Regions from separate parts of the Mus musculus genome. Here region 1 is linked to region 2. The links are chromatin contacts, called in public promoter capture Hi-C maps. All regions are on one chromosome and are shown on one strand. The core of a region is the stretch at or near the end of the contact, and the rest is flanking DNA. Distances in the headings are between cores, read along the strand shown.

Evidence for each region. Capture Hi-C pulls out chosen DNA fragments and counts their contacts.
Region 1: a promoter capture Hi-C map of liver shows a contact between it and region 2, with 2.6 times the contacts expected there. The contact joins the promoter of Zp3r here to the promoter of Cd55 in region 2. A contact is called at or near these places in 1 of 15 datasets of contacts at CTCF or cohesin (embryonic stem cells), 5 of 484 Hi-C or Micro-C datasets (CD4 T cells, CD8 T cells, LSK cells and 1 more), 3 of 115 datasets of contacts at active chromatin or transcription factors (large pre-B cells, memory CD8 T cells and pancreatic cancer cells) and 3 of 9 other capture datasets (adipose tissue, liver and pancreatic islet).

What each region holds. Positions count from the first base shown.
Region 1 is chr1:130,627,885-130,634,454 of GRCm38.p6, reverse strand. It overlaps Zp3r (zona pellucida 3 receptor), which reads left to right and starts at 4,849. Exons shown (of 12, transcript NM_009581.2): 1 at 4,849-4,919.
Region 2 is chr1:130,460,769-130,467,919 of GRCm38.p6, reverse strand. Cd55 (CD55 molecule, decay accelerating factor for complement) reads left to right here and starts at 5,176. Exons shown (of 10, transcript NM_010016.3): 1 at 5,176-5,350; 2 at 5,913-6,098. The coding sequence starts at 5,251.

The sequences.
Region 1 (6,570 bases), core at 3,600-6,099, 170 kb before region 2:
AGGCAAGGTCAGTGACTGGCATACTAACAAAATCACGATTAAGAAATGACTAGACAATGCCATTGCACTCGTGGGCTTAATTGCTTGTGTTTTCTGTCAACAGTTTTCTGTAGAAAAACTTTTAACTCCGAGGGATAATTTAGTTTAAACGTTGCGAGTATCATCTGCCACACTGGTTAGTTGAGGAATCGAATGAAGCAAATAAAGTCTGCAGCAGTTTGTGTGCGCGCCCAGGAGTATCCCACCTCGTACCACACGAGGGCGCCAGTGTCAGTGTCTGGGAAGTTGGAGCGCTTGAGGTCTCCATCTTTACCTGAGAATGTGAAAGGATTCTTGAGTGTTTGCTATCTATGCCTACTGGTTGCTCTGACTTCCCCTGGGTGCTCCCTGAGGAGAGCATCCAGGGGAAGAATCGGTTTGAGTTATATAACTCTGAGTGAGTGAGAAGGCCCAGCCTGCCTTTATTTAAGCTGTGTAAACAAAGCTCACCCTGGGTTCTTGTGTGCTTCCTGCTTTACAAGTCAGTATTTCTGCGGGCAGCACAGGAAGTGTTTGTGGATATATCTGAGCCCCCCACCCCCTTTCTTTGTCAGCACCCCATGGATCCAGGCGGACACCTCTTAGCTTCCCCGTGTGGTTCGTTCTCTCTCTCTCTCTCTCTCTCTCTCTCTCTCTCTCTCTCTCTCTCTCTCCCCTCTCTCCTCTGTCCTCTCTCTCTCTCTTCTCTCTCTCTCCTCTCTCTCTCTTCTCTTCTCTCTCCTCTCTCTCCCCCTCTCTCTTCTCTTCTCTTCTCTCTCTCTCTCTCTCTCTCTTCTCTTCTCTCTCCTCCCTCTTCTCTCTCTCCTCTCTCCTCTCTCTCTCTCTCTCTCTCTCTCTCTCTCTCTCTCTCTCTCTCTCTCTCTCTCTCTCTCTCTCTCTCTGTGCGCGCGCATGCCTGAGGTTCACCAGGATGCCAGCGCACATGATGAGGGCACACAGGATAGCTCTCACTGTGTCCTGACCCAGTCAGTATGCAGTCTGTCTGAAATTACTCCAGCTCCCTGTTCGGTAATTTCGTTTATATAGTTTTAGTTTTGTTCGAAGAACCAAGGTCACTTTCGAGCTAAACCCCATTGTTATAACTTTACATATGAATATAGGAAAGAAAATAATTAAAAAAAAAAGAAATGACTAGAAAAAGATCTCGAAATCTAAGCATAATTTTCTGTCAATTTTTCTCTGCTCTTAAAGCATAAAACAATTTGGTTTATTTTCAGTTGTCTTAGATTTATTAATTATGTTATTTCATGTGTATGAGTGTTTTGTGTGCATCTACATCTATGTCCCCACATGCATGTCTAGTACTTGAGGGCTAAGAATAAGCACTGAGTCCTTTGGAGCTGGGCTTACAGGCTGAGGCAGCGGAGGAGAAAGAGCGTGGCTGAAGGGTAAGACTTTGTGTTATGATTCAGGGGTAAGACTTAGTCTTACTAGATATTTAGATATATATTACTAATAATAAAAAGTTTACTTATCTAAGTTACTATGCTACTGTAGCTGACCTGCCTTCTATGATCTTCTGAAGCCAGAACTGCAGTCTCTGGCACTTAGCACATCTTCTTCACACAGCAAGGATTAAGTTTGTACTATCTCATCAGGAGCTACTTGGCTCTGACTTTCAGCCTGCTAGTTGGAAGTCACAGGAAGAAAAGGGGACACTTAGAAAAATGATTATAGCATTTATCACTAAGTTGTAAAAAGTTTTCTATGAAAGCTAACTAAGGGGAAAGGCAGAAAGATCCTAAACGGGGAAGGGGAAAAGTTCTCTAAGGGGGCAAAAATTCTAGTAAGGGAAAAGAGTTTTCCGGAAGAGGAAAAGGAAAACTTCTACTCTAAGTGGGGAAAGGCAACATATTCTCCTCTCTCTCCTGTCCTCAGCACTTATACATCTTCCAGAATACATGATCACATGTTACAAAGATCATCACAAGTTCACACAAAAAAATCAAATCATAAGTTGAAATAGAAGTTTACAGCAGAGAATGTTTACATGCATATCCATTAGGAGTAATTATCTGGCTAAATATCTATCACCTGTCTCAGCTCTATAGGTTCTCTGAAGGTTTAAAACCATAACTAAGTTATTCGTGTTGAAGTTTTATATAGATAAACCCAGTCAATATTTTATCTTCTGTCCTAGCACCTATAATAAATCATTAGTTCCATTTTTATGACCTTTGGTTAATTGTTTTACAACGTCTTGGAATGTGCTCTGAGCAGGAGAAAATCTGTTTACCATCTAAGAGCAATTAACTGGTGACACTTGGGAGATTGGCAGAGTTCTCATTGCAGTTTTGACTCTCAGAAAAGGACCCAATGACAGTTCCACTATAAAAGAGCTTAATAATCACAGATATAATTTTAGGAAATCTTATAGGATCATCATTAGGAGTTAAGTCATCTATTTGTCTATATAGCATCACTACAAGATAGTACATCTTCATGGATCCGCAGAGATCTGTTCCAAAGGGGTTTGCTATTATTTAGTGATTGTTATATATGTTTCATAATAACAAGAAAAGCATGTTAATGCAGAAATCTTTCTGAAAATGAATCCCTTTACAGCCTTGCTTAATAAGGGCACACGTGTCACAGATTATATAATAATCTGAAGCAGGTCATCTCAGGATGATCACCTGCTAGTTATTAGCTTGTCACATTATAGCTCCTGACAATATATTATTATATACTGTAATCAAGTTATTGGAATCTACAGTATAGCTAGACAAAGCCTGTGCCTGTGGGTATGCATGTGTGAATGTTAAGTGTCATAGTAAAATACTTTTTATTACTCTCTAATATTGTAGGACTAGAATTCACAGCCTGAATCACTGCTTGTGAGATCAGATTTAATACAGGGATTGTTATAAGTTGTTTAAATTGTAAAAACCTAATCAATTTTGCATATTCTGAGCTAGAGCTGACTGGGTGTATTTTTTGTTCTTCAACAAAATGGCAAAGACTACAAGACAGGAAAAGCTTCTACAAGACAGAAAAAGCTTCTATACCCAGCTAACCTTGCTGCACTCTCCACGGCCTTAAGCTTTTCTGCAGTACCACAGTATGAAGTGGAAATTTGGGGGGTTTTTGGAGATCAGTTGTGTCGAGTAATGTTTTACTTGAAACTGTCTTACGAGAGGATGTTTTGCTGAAGCAGATACATGCGAGGTTATTTCGATGGGAAAAGACATGGTGTTTTTCTGGAAGCCGCCTGGAAAAAGGGAATGTGATGTTTTGCTAGAGCTGAAACTTGAGAGAACATGTTTGGAAAGGGTGTAAGTATAAGCCAATAGATTGTGGACAATGCTGTAGTACTGGTTCACCTTGCCTTCCTTGATGACCATCATTTCTCATGGCCTTGTAGAGAGAGATGCACCAAAAAACTTCTCCTGATATTCTGGTGGCTTCTTGTTGCTTCCATGGACTTGGGACAACTGGCAGAGCCTCACGTTTTTTTTTTTTCTGGATTGAATTGCCATTGTTGATTCATAAATGGTGTTTATGAGTGGATCAAGCTACCACTGCTGATTTGTGTGACCTAAACTGCTGATATCTTGACAATAAAATCTGGAATTGCCCCAAAACTTATTTCTAAACAGGTCCACATCCTGCCTTGTCCTATTAACCTTTCCTGGTGTGTAGTGGGCTATAAGAGAGATAAAAGTATTTAGGGTTTGAAAAATCTAAGCCTACATCAGTAGATTAGGATTTGGTTTAAATTTAGTAGATTCTAATGGACCATGTGACTAAAGTTCCTGGAAAGACATTAAACAATCCATGGAGTCTGGTGAGAACGGCAGTGATCACAGAGAGGTTGGGACACTGCAGGTCCAGAGACTGGTGACAATCTGGAGCAAGGCGTATCTTTAGCTTCCTGCATAACGATCCCTTGCCCACTTTTATATTTCATCTAACATCCTTGTAATTGTTGTGTGAAACCTTTTGGGGTATATTAACTTAACAGATCACTGGATTGCATCAACCTAGAAGACAAGAATGTCCTCGGATATCATCTGAGGGCCACAGCAGCAGTTTCCTGCTTTGCTGTAACCCACTGTATTTGTAGCAAAAATTTGAAAAGTGTTTGTTTATGACTTCCTTGTTTCTGTGGCTATAAAATTTTCATGAAACCATGGTCACACTGAAACATGAGGTTGGTAAAAGCTGATCCTGTGTTCCTTGGTCATGGTCACTAATATTTGGCTCTAGAATAAATGATCTCTTACTGCCTTTGAAGACAGAGCTGAGTTGGTTTTTTTTTTTTTCCGTCCTCATCCAACAGTGTTTATGGATTACTATCACACTTCCTTGTGTTTATTCTATATAATTTCTATAGTAATTATAATATATACAAGATGTAAATACTATGAAAATTCTTTTTACATGGTGTTGCTTAGGAAATAATGTAGAAGATAGTTTGTACATGTTCAGTACAGATAAAACCACTTTGTCTCTACCTACACAATCTACCAGCCAACCACTGGCATCTGCAGAATCCACAAGTGAGAAGACTGTGGTTACAGCAGTAGAAACATCCTCCCAGTTGCCTCACAGGCAGGCAGGACAAAACCAAACACTAGTATATGTTATCACATTTGAAGGTAGGCTGAGAGTAAGGATCTGCAGTTAATCCTATACAAGAACTATGACTGACTCCATTCCTATCTGAACTCATCCCCACTTGCTCTACCAACAACCAACCACACCACTGGAACTTCAGATTTTGATCAGAACATTTGCCTGAAAGGAAAGAATGTTGTGGTAATTCTGTTCCAGGGAGGGGCAAAGAATGTCAGTAACCAAAGATACTTCATTCTGAGAGGGGCGAAAAACCCAAGGCAACACTAGAGTCTTCCTACGTCTTATTCAGATACCTACAGGTCAGTCATTTCCTAAACACTCAGACTACCTCAGGGAAAAGGCTAGAGGTTTATCACCTTGATGAGTACAAAATTAGGGAAAAGGTAATGACCAACAAGGAAAGAAGGTGCCTAGTAGATTAGAAATGAGTGCTACCATTTTTTTCTGATTCTGAAGGCAAATGTGTTGGTTTATCTACTCCCTGTATGAGAGTGAAAATGGCAAATGATACTAGCTACCCAATGAGGCAAAAGGGCTGGAGAGTGGGACACAGGAAACTCACAGCACAGGGGAGACTGGAGCTAGCCACACAGAAAGTCTTCATTGTATCTTCTGTCCCTTACTTTTCTAGAATTGGCATTGTGCCCTTGCTAAAAAACAAAACAAAACAACAACAACAAAAAAGACTTTGGATCTATATGTAAAAGCCAGACCATAAAGCTTCTATGAGAAGCCACAGGAGTGAATCTTTAGGTCTTGAGTAGGCAGCAACAAGAAAAAGAGAAAAGTTGGACTACATTAGAATTAAATAAAAAATACTCGTGTGCCTAGTGAGATCCTGTTAAGGATGAATGGGAAACTGGGCCTGGTGTCTGCCACCTATAATTCCAGCACTTGGGAAATAGAGGCTAGAAGACAGGACATTTAAGGACACAATGAGCTACTGTGACTTTAGCGGGGCAGCCTTTCTCCATAAATACAGGAAAGGTAAAGAAATAACTTTCACAGGTTAACAACAAAAGGTGGTAAATTGAATTTAAAAATGAATCTGTTTGAATGCACATTTCTCCAAAGAACGGACTTACGCGAACTGCTGGCATCTATATTGTTTATAATATAGATGATCTCTAAGATGACAGATTGATGTATAATTTTCAGAACTGTCAGATGTGCATGTCACAGAAAGCATACTTTGACTTTTGAAGTTTGGTCTTCTCTTGGATTAGCAATACCCAGTGCGGCAGCCTCCCATGAGACTGAGCAGTGGTGGGAACTTGCAGCTCCCAGTCAAGCATGGCATCGGGAGGGGAACTGACTGATGGTTTGGGAGGGAATGTGCTACCAGTGGGGTTTGGGATGGTGAGTTTTATGGTGTCCATCCCGTAGTGTCTACAGAATGCCCCCTCTTTGTGTGTGTATGATTTTTAGCATTTTAGTACACGGTAGGCTTTATAGACGGCTTTGTCTGAATGTAGCCTAAGTGTTCTGAGTATGTTTAATGTAGATTAGGCCAAGCCATGCTATTTGGTGGGTTTGACGGTAATACTAATGCATCAATTCAAGAGGATCTGGAATCCCCTAAGAAATAAGCCTCTAAGCACACCCATGAGGGATTAGCTAATAGACAAGCCCCTGCCCTTGTCTTAGAGGGGTTATGTAGATTAGGTTAATTCATGTGGGAAAACTCACCTTAAAGAAGGGTGGCACTATTGGGGATGCTGGGGTCCTGGGCTAAATAAGGAGAGAGAGCTAGCAGTGCTTAAGAATTTATTGCTCTTTCCTTTTAAAGTACAGATACAAGCTCTAGCTGCAAGCTAGTCTGTCTCTACCTAACAGACTGTATTCTCAAATCATGGTCTAAAATAAACCCTTTCCCACTTAAATTGCTGCTATTAGGGTGTGCTATCACAGCTACATGGAAAGTAACTGAGATGTGTGTGTGTGTGTGTG
Region 2 (7,151 bases), core at 3,927-6,426:
CACAATGTCGATCTGCTTCTTCAGTTGCAAAACCATAAATTAAGGCAAATACATCACAGATGGGATGCAGGGAACTTGGGTAAGATTTCAACAATCAAACAATTTAGACTATCTGACCCAAATAATAATCTTCGCCAGAGAATGAATTCTACTCCAGTGGAGACAGAATGAGTACAGCTGGATTAGCTCAGCACCACTCCCTTCTCTTCTGAAAAGTCTGACATTTTAAATAGGTTTATTTAGTCTATGTCCTGACAGATCAGGTGACCATAGGCAGGCCCCACTTGATATCTGCAATGTTTGTCCATGTCAGACACTGCCATTAATTACTGCCAAGTACTTACAGAGAGCTGAGCAAAGTCCCAAAAGCCTGATTTGTTTTATTCCTCACAACATTACAAGGTTGGTAATAGGATCATGTTTATTTTATACCCAGAGTTTGTTTAGAGGGCCTGACACTCGGCCATATAGAAGACAAGGGAGCAACGGTGTTAGTGTTTGAGCCTGTGCATGTCTGAATCTCAAACTTGTCCACTCTGCCCTTGTACTGTGTCATCTTTTATCATGGAAACTTGTGCACACACACAAACACAGTCTCTCACCTGCGCCCCCCCCCCACCCCCGCCCCTCCAAGCACACAAAAAGAGGACCTGAATGTGGATGAGAATTTTTTTTCTCAATAAACAAGAAGTGGCGGTGCTAGTCTGTTTCCATTAATTTTTAGAAAACAGGTCTCATTTAATCTTCAGGGCAGAACTGCCTAGATTTGCAGCTGTAAGACAAAGGAAACCAAGGGTTCTCAAGCCAAAGGTTTGCTTTTGTTTCTGTTGGCTGTTTCAGGACCCTGGAGGCAAGGAGGGGGGGCGGTGAGGGGGGAAATACTGTAGGCTACTAGGAAGGCATCTAGGCTGTTCCTTGTAGGGGGACCTGACAGATCTGGTAGAGCTTAAAAATCCTCCTCCTGTTTTGACCTTGTCAACTGGGAGATGTCCTGGATCAGAGAGGGGAGGTGGAACAGCCTGAGACCTCCAGACTCTAAGCTGGTTATATGGTTAAATTTCTTTTACATCCCTGAATTCCAATGGCCTCCTCCCCTGTAAGAAGGATGACACTATTATGTGACTGTTAGTTTGGGAGCCTTGTCCTTCAGAAACTGTAATGCCCTCTTCCGTTTTTTACACCTTCTCACCTGTCCTGTTGATTCTAAGGTGTGGCTTCAAGACTTTGTCTGCTCTCTCCTTGTTTCTGGCCACCCCCTCAACACCTTTCTCTTAAGCCATGTCTCTCCAGGTTCCAGCCCAATCTCCTACATTCCAATCTCAATGCTGTGTATTTCCACTTAGCCATGCTGCTACTGCATCTTGTAGTTAGCCAGCAGAAAGCCAAGTGGTTATTTCTTCCCTAAATTGCCTCCTGGTTTCACCTTACACATGCCCAAAGTGCAGAGTCACCTTTAAGATTATTTTCCTTCTGTTCAGTTGTCAAATGCGGTGGACTCCTCCTTCAGAATGTCTTTGGTCTGAGCAAGAATGGAAACGCAAGGGTTTATAATAATTGTGTTAAGTTTTCTTTTTTAAAGAGTAACAGATTTATTTCCTTAATATAGACTTATTATTTAAAAAACTGAAATGGAGGCATTTCTGTTCCCTAGTGTTAACCTCCTGACTGCTGTGCCTTTGGAGTTACTCTGTTTCCAGACTCTGTACACAACTTCCCAATTAATCCTTGCTTCCCCTGTAAGAACTTTCTTCGAATGTATAAATACCGAGTTAGTCTTTCTACCTAGGCAAGGGCTGTGCTTTCTTATTCCTGCAAAATCATAGACTTAAATGTCTTTATGTTTCCTAACCTAATTATATAAATGTGTCATTTGGGAATTGGAGATCTATAGGGACCAAAAACTGTTCTGAGACATTTTCAAGTCAACGTGGAACAAGATGCTGAAGAACACATAGCTAGCTTCCAGAGTACAGAATCAAAACAATGAATTAAGTGTTCACACCAGAAGGTCCTAGGTTTCCAAACCTCTTTGATAATTCACTGTGCTCTAGGTAGGACAAATCTTTGATAATTGTTCCTTACAAAGAATATGCTGGGGAGACAGCTTAGTTGGTAACATGTTTGCTGTTCAAGCATGAGGACCTAAGGTCAATTCCAGGACTCAGGTAAAAATACCACGTGTGCTAATGTGCACCTGTAATCCAAGCATCAGGGAGACAGAGAAAGGTGCCTCCCTGGCCAGCCAGCCTGCCCCAGTCACTGAGCCCCAGGTTCTTCCAGTGAGAGACTTTGTTCAAAGGACATGAGCACGTGTTCCTGAGGATGACACCTGAGACTGTCCTGTGTCCTACACACACACACACACACACACACACACACACAGAGGTACAAATTCAGAAGCATACACACAAAAGTCTTAGAATCAAGCTAGATTTGCATTTTAATCTGGCCACTTCTTATTTTTTGCGGAAATAACTATCGTGTCGTGTCCTCTCATCTGTGAAATGTTGATAGCTCTTCCACCTCATGAAGAAATGGAACTGGAAAATGGTACATGCATAAAGCAAGTGGAATATAGAAAATCTGGGCCAGTGTCTTAGTCAGGGTTTCTATTCCTGCACAAACATCATGACCAAGAAACAAGTTGGGGAGGAAAGGGTTTATTCAGCTTACACTTCCAAACTGCTGTTCATCACCAAGGAAGTCAGGACTGGAACTCAAGCAGGACCTCCCCTCTTGATCACTAATTGAGAAAATGCCTTACAGCTGGATCTCTTGGAGGTGGATGCATTTCCCCAACTGAAACTACTTTCTCAGTGATAACTCCAGGTGTGTCAAGTTGACACAAAACTCGCCAGCACAGCCAGCACGTAAAATAAAATACCCTAAGTTATCAGCTTGAAGTTTTGTTTTTTTTTTTCTTAGTAATGTTCATATTTTAATCCACACCTTTTTAAAAATTAAGTAAATGCATCATGTGGTGTTGTTAAATCTTTCCCTCCTGGGTATTGTAAATATTTGGGTGGTGGCAAGCATTACGTAAGTGTCCACCCATTAATTCTTAAACTCATTTCTTTGGAAAAAACTTATTACTGAAAATAAAATACTTTAGAAAGTGACAGCTTAGACCAATTGGTGTTCCAAAATTGGGCGATAAGATAGGTTTTTGTTTGTTTGTTTGTTTTGTTTTTTTGTTTGTTTGTTGTTTTTACAGACAGGGTTTCTCTATGTAGCCTTGGATGTCCTCGAACTCACTCTGTAGACCAGCCTGGCCTGGAACTCAGAAATCCGCCTGCCTCTGCCTCCCAAGGGGTAGGATTAAAGGCGTGTGCAACCACTGCCTGGACAATAAGATAGTTTTGGACACTTGGCTGGGCTCACTGTTCTATCTAGCTATAAAGCTATGATCTTTATTTAACACACATGTAGAGAACTCTTTCAAGGGTTTATGAGTGCTCCCTATCTGATTTTGACTCAGCTAACTACAGCAGGGCAGAAAAAAGTAGTGAATGAGGTCACAGAGAGCTCTCAGGGAATAAATGAAGGTCCATGTGACACCACTTCTGTCACTGCTGGGCCCTGACATGCAAGTGGCACATAAGGAAGGAAGGGTCAAGTTTTTAACAACTATGAGAAGAAACACACTTGATAGTTATGAAACACTCTACCCTTGTGAGACTTAAACTTCAGGATGTTTTTAAGAAATGGCCCTATTGAGGCCAAGTTAACTTGGAACTTCAAAACCCAGGCTAGCCTTTAACCCAAAACCTCTTGCTCTACCTTCCAAGTTTACAGGCATGAGTCGCTAGGGTATGATGTCAACTCCAGAACCCTTAAATACTGTTAGATTTCAACAAACACCTATAAAGCAACCCTTTCCTGTAATCTCGGCAACAGGAAAACACGGTGCTTGGGTAACTAAGTAAGCAAGAATCAGAAGAAAACACTTGTTAAAAACCAGTTTGCTCTTCAAAAGCTCACACTAACCAATAAGGAACCACAAGAAAACTTTAGGAATGGTTATCAGTATATGACAAACACTCCCACAACTGGTCTACCATTGAAGGCTGAGTTTCTGGTGAGGGATTTCACCAGTTGGGTAAAACACCTATATAAAAAGGGAATTCATAGTGGGACACTGCTAACCAGACCCAGACACACAAAGGGGAGCACTTTGGGGCTTTTTACATGAGGGCCTGTGGCAACTTACCTCTGCTTCCTCCCACCTCGACCCTCCCGGTGGGGATTTGCAGGAGACACATGGTGTGGTACATGGCTCTTTACTCTGGATATCACACGCATGTGGGGCTTCATAAACCGGGTTGCACAGTGACCAGCCAATACCAAATAATCCTAATTCCTAGTGCTGTCCTCAAGAGAGGTTCAGTTTATTCCATGCACAGCTTCACCTTCTGCATTCTTTTCTTTCCTTTTCTTTTTCAATTAATTAATTTAATGCTCTGGTGTGATTCCAATGTGTGGATCGCTTTGTTTGTCACTGTTCTTCACACCACGAAATAAATCTTTTTCTTAAGCTCTACTATTTATTCCTGAATTCTATTTCATAGCAGGACTGAAATAATCCCAAAGTCGAATTCAGGTGGTATCCTTGGTCCATATCTATAACCAGGGCTAAGAAGGTGACTCCTCACCCAGATAGGGTCTGAAAAACCTCAGCCAAGCTCCCTAGATCTCTGCATATTGTTTGTGACCGGTTCTGGCAGGCTGATCCCTCCCTGTTTTCTTGGATCCTATCCTATTTTCTGTTTTGACACCATGGTGAGACCTAGGAGACACACTCTTGGTCAGCAGCTCCCACCCTCCCATCTGACATCTTCCAGCTGAAGCCACAGGGGTCCTGGGTGTTTCCCTATTTCTCAGCTCCCTCTGGCTCAGGAATTCCACCGCGCCTACCCTTCCCTTTGCAAGCACTCAGCACACCAGAGTTGGGAGTGTGGGTAGCTTTCTGCTGGAGCAGAGTGCTGACACAGAGTACTGGGGGAGTGAAGCGCCCTCCTTTAGAAGGTACTCCCCCAGACCCCAGACCCCACTCCCGCCGGACAACTAGGTCCCCTGGGTGAAGCTAGAGGCCAGGCACCCGCCCTCATTAATGAGGGAACGCCCTCTTGCACGCAGGCTGCCCCACCCAGGGTGACGAGGGCCCTGCCCCGCCCCGCCACAGCTGCTCAATTAACTGCGGCTCAAAACAGCTCCAGCCGCAGCCGGGCAAGGTCTCTTCTACCTGGGGCTATGATCCGTGGGCGGGCGCCTAGGACTCGGCCATCACCGCCGCCTCCGCTGCTGCCGTTGCTGTCGCTGTCTCTGTTGCTGCTGTCCCCAACTGTACGCGGTGAGTGGCCAATGCGCGACGACCGGCTGGCTGCCCGCCAGGGGGCGCATGCTCAGCAGACATTGTGTCCCAGTAACTGGGGGCTCCGCTGCTGGGTGCCGGCGGCCAGCGGGAGGGATGGGGGTGGAATGCTGGGCTATCTGGGCTGTGACTGGATCCCCTCCGCGATCAGAGACCGTGGCAACACCAAAAGGGAGGGTTGAGTGCGAATCTCCAACCCTGCTCCTGGCTCTTTTATTCTTAAGGTGGAAGCTAGATGGCTGGCCACCTGCGCCGGTGAGAGACTGGTCGCGAGCAGCTACCGGGTGTCTTATCTCGCGCCTTGCTCGCTGCAGTGTTCCTGTGGATATTAAGTAGATTCTGAACGACTCAAGGCGGGTGGGAATTTACTCCCTACTTAGTTTTTGTCTTGTGTTCACGAGAGTCCAAGCATTCCAAGTTCCTGAGGGGCAAGTTCAGCCCTGGCAGGAAGGTAAGAGCCATTGCTGCTTCTCTTGTTCCAGGTCTGGGGAAAGAAAGCTCCTTGCCAACTTCAGTTTTACACCTGCTCTTTTCTTCCTAGGAGACTGCGGCCCACCTCCAGACATTCCTAATGCCAGGCCAATCTTGGGCAGACACTCCAAGTTTGCTGAGCAAAGCAAAGTGGCATACTCGTGTAATAACGGCTTTAAACAAGTTCCAGACAAGTCAAACATAGTTGTCTGTCTTGAAAATGGCCAATGGTCGAGCCACGAAACATTCTGTGAGAGTAAGTTCTTCATTTCTCTTTCTGAAAAGTTTTGGGAATGTGGATCTCGTTGAGGTTATTTTTATGCCTCTTTGGAGTGACTGGTAATTGATAGTTTTCTAGCATTATTAAACCCCAGGGTATACATGTTGGCAGTTTACACTCGAGCTAATTGAAGGCGGTACTTCCTATGGCAAGTCCTGCTTCTTCATTAAGAGTTTTTCTTTCTATTGTACAGGCTAGTAGAGAAAAAAAATGATAGGTACTGTTTAGGGAGTAAATTATATGTGAATATATTTGGCAATTACCCTGAGACACACACCCTGGTGATCTGTCTTGTTCAACTCTATTTTGTTAAGTAATGGATACAAGTCTTGGGAGACATTTTGAGGTCTTACTTCAAAAAAAAAAAATCTGTTGTACATATAGCCCTATGTTATCTTTAAGATATAGTTTTAGGTTGTTCTGGCATATCATCTGAACATTATACTAGACGGTATGTGTACTGACCAGGGTTCTCTATGAAACCCATGGCTTTGTTCTTTTCTTATAAACCTCTATAGCATGTAAGTCTACTAACTACTGTTGGCAGTTAGAACACATTAGCCAGAAAGAGAGGAAGGTTCTCCAGGCTTAAGGCATTACTGTCTGCTATTTATGCTGTATATACATTGTGCACCACGGCTATGCTAATTTTCTTTTAAAAAATCAACATTAGATTACTGTATGTTGCTCAGTCTGGTCTCAACTCCTGGGATCAAAATCCTCCTGCCTCAGCCACTCAAGTAGCTTGAATTATAAGCCATGATACTTGCTTTTCTTTTTTTTCTTTTCTTTTCTTTTCTTTTCTTTTCTTTTCTTTTCTTTTCTTTTCTTTTCTTTCTTTCTTTCTTTCTTTCTCTCTCTCTCTCTCTCTCTCTTTCTTTCTTTTCTTTCTTTCTACAAATTATTATTAAAATTTTTGTTAGAAATTATTATTTCTAACAAAAATAACACGTATAGTATGATAAGCACATGAGCTGGCAACACACAGACTTATCAAATGCTATCTACTCCATGTGATTGTATGTGCTA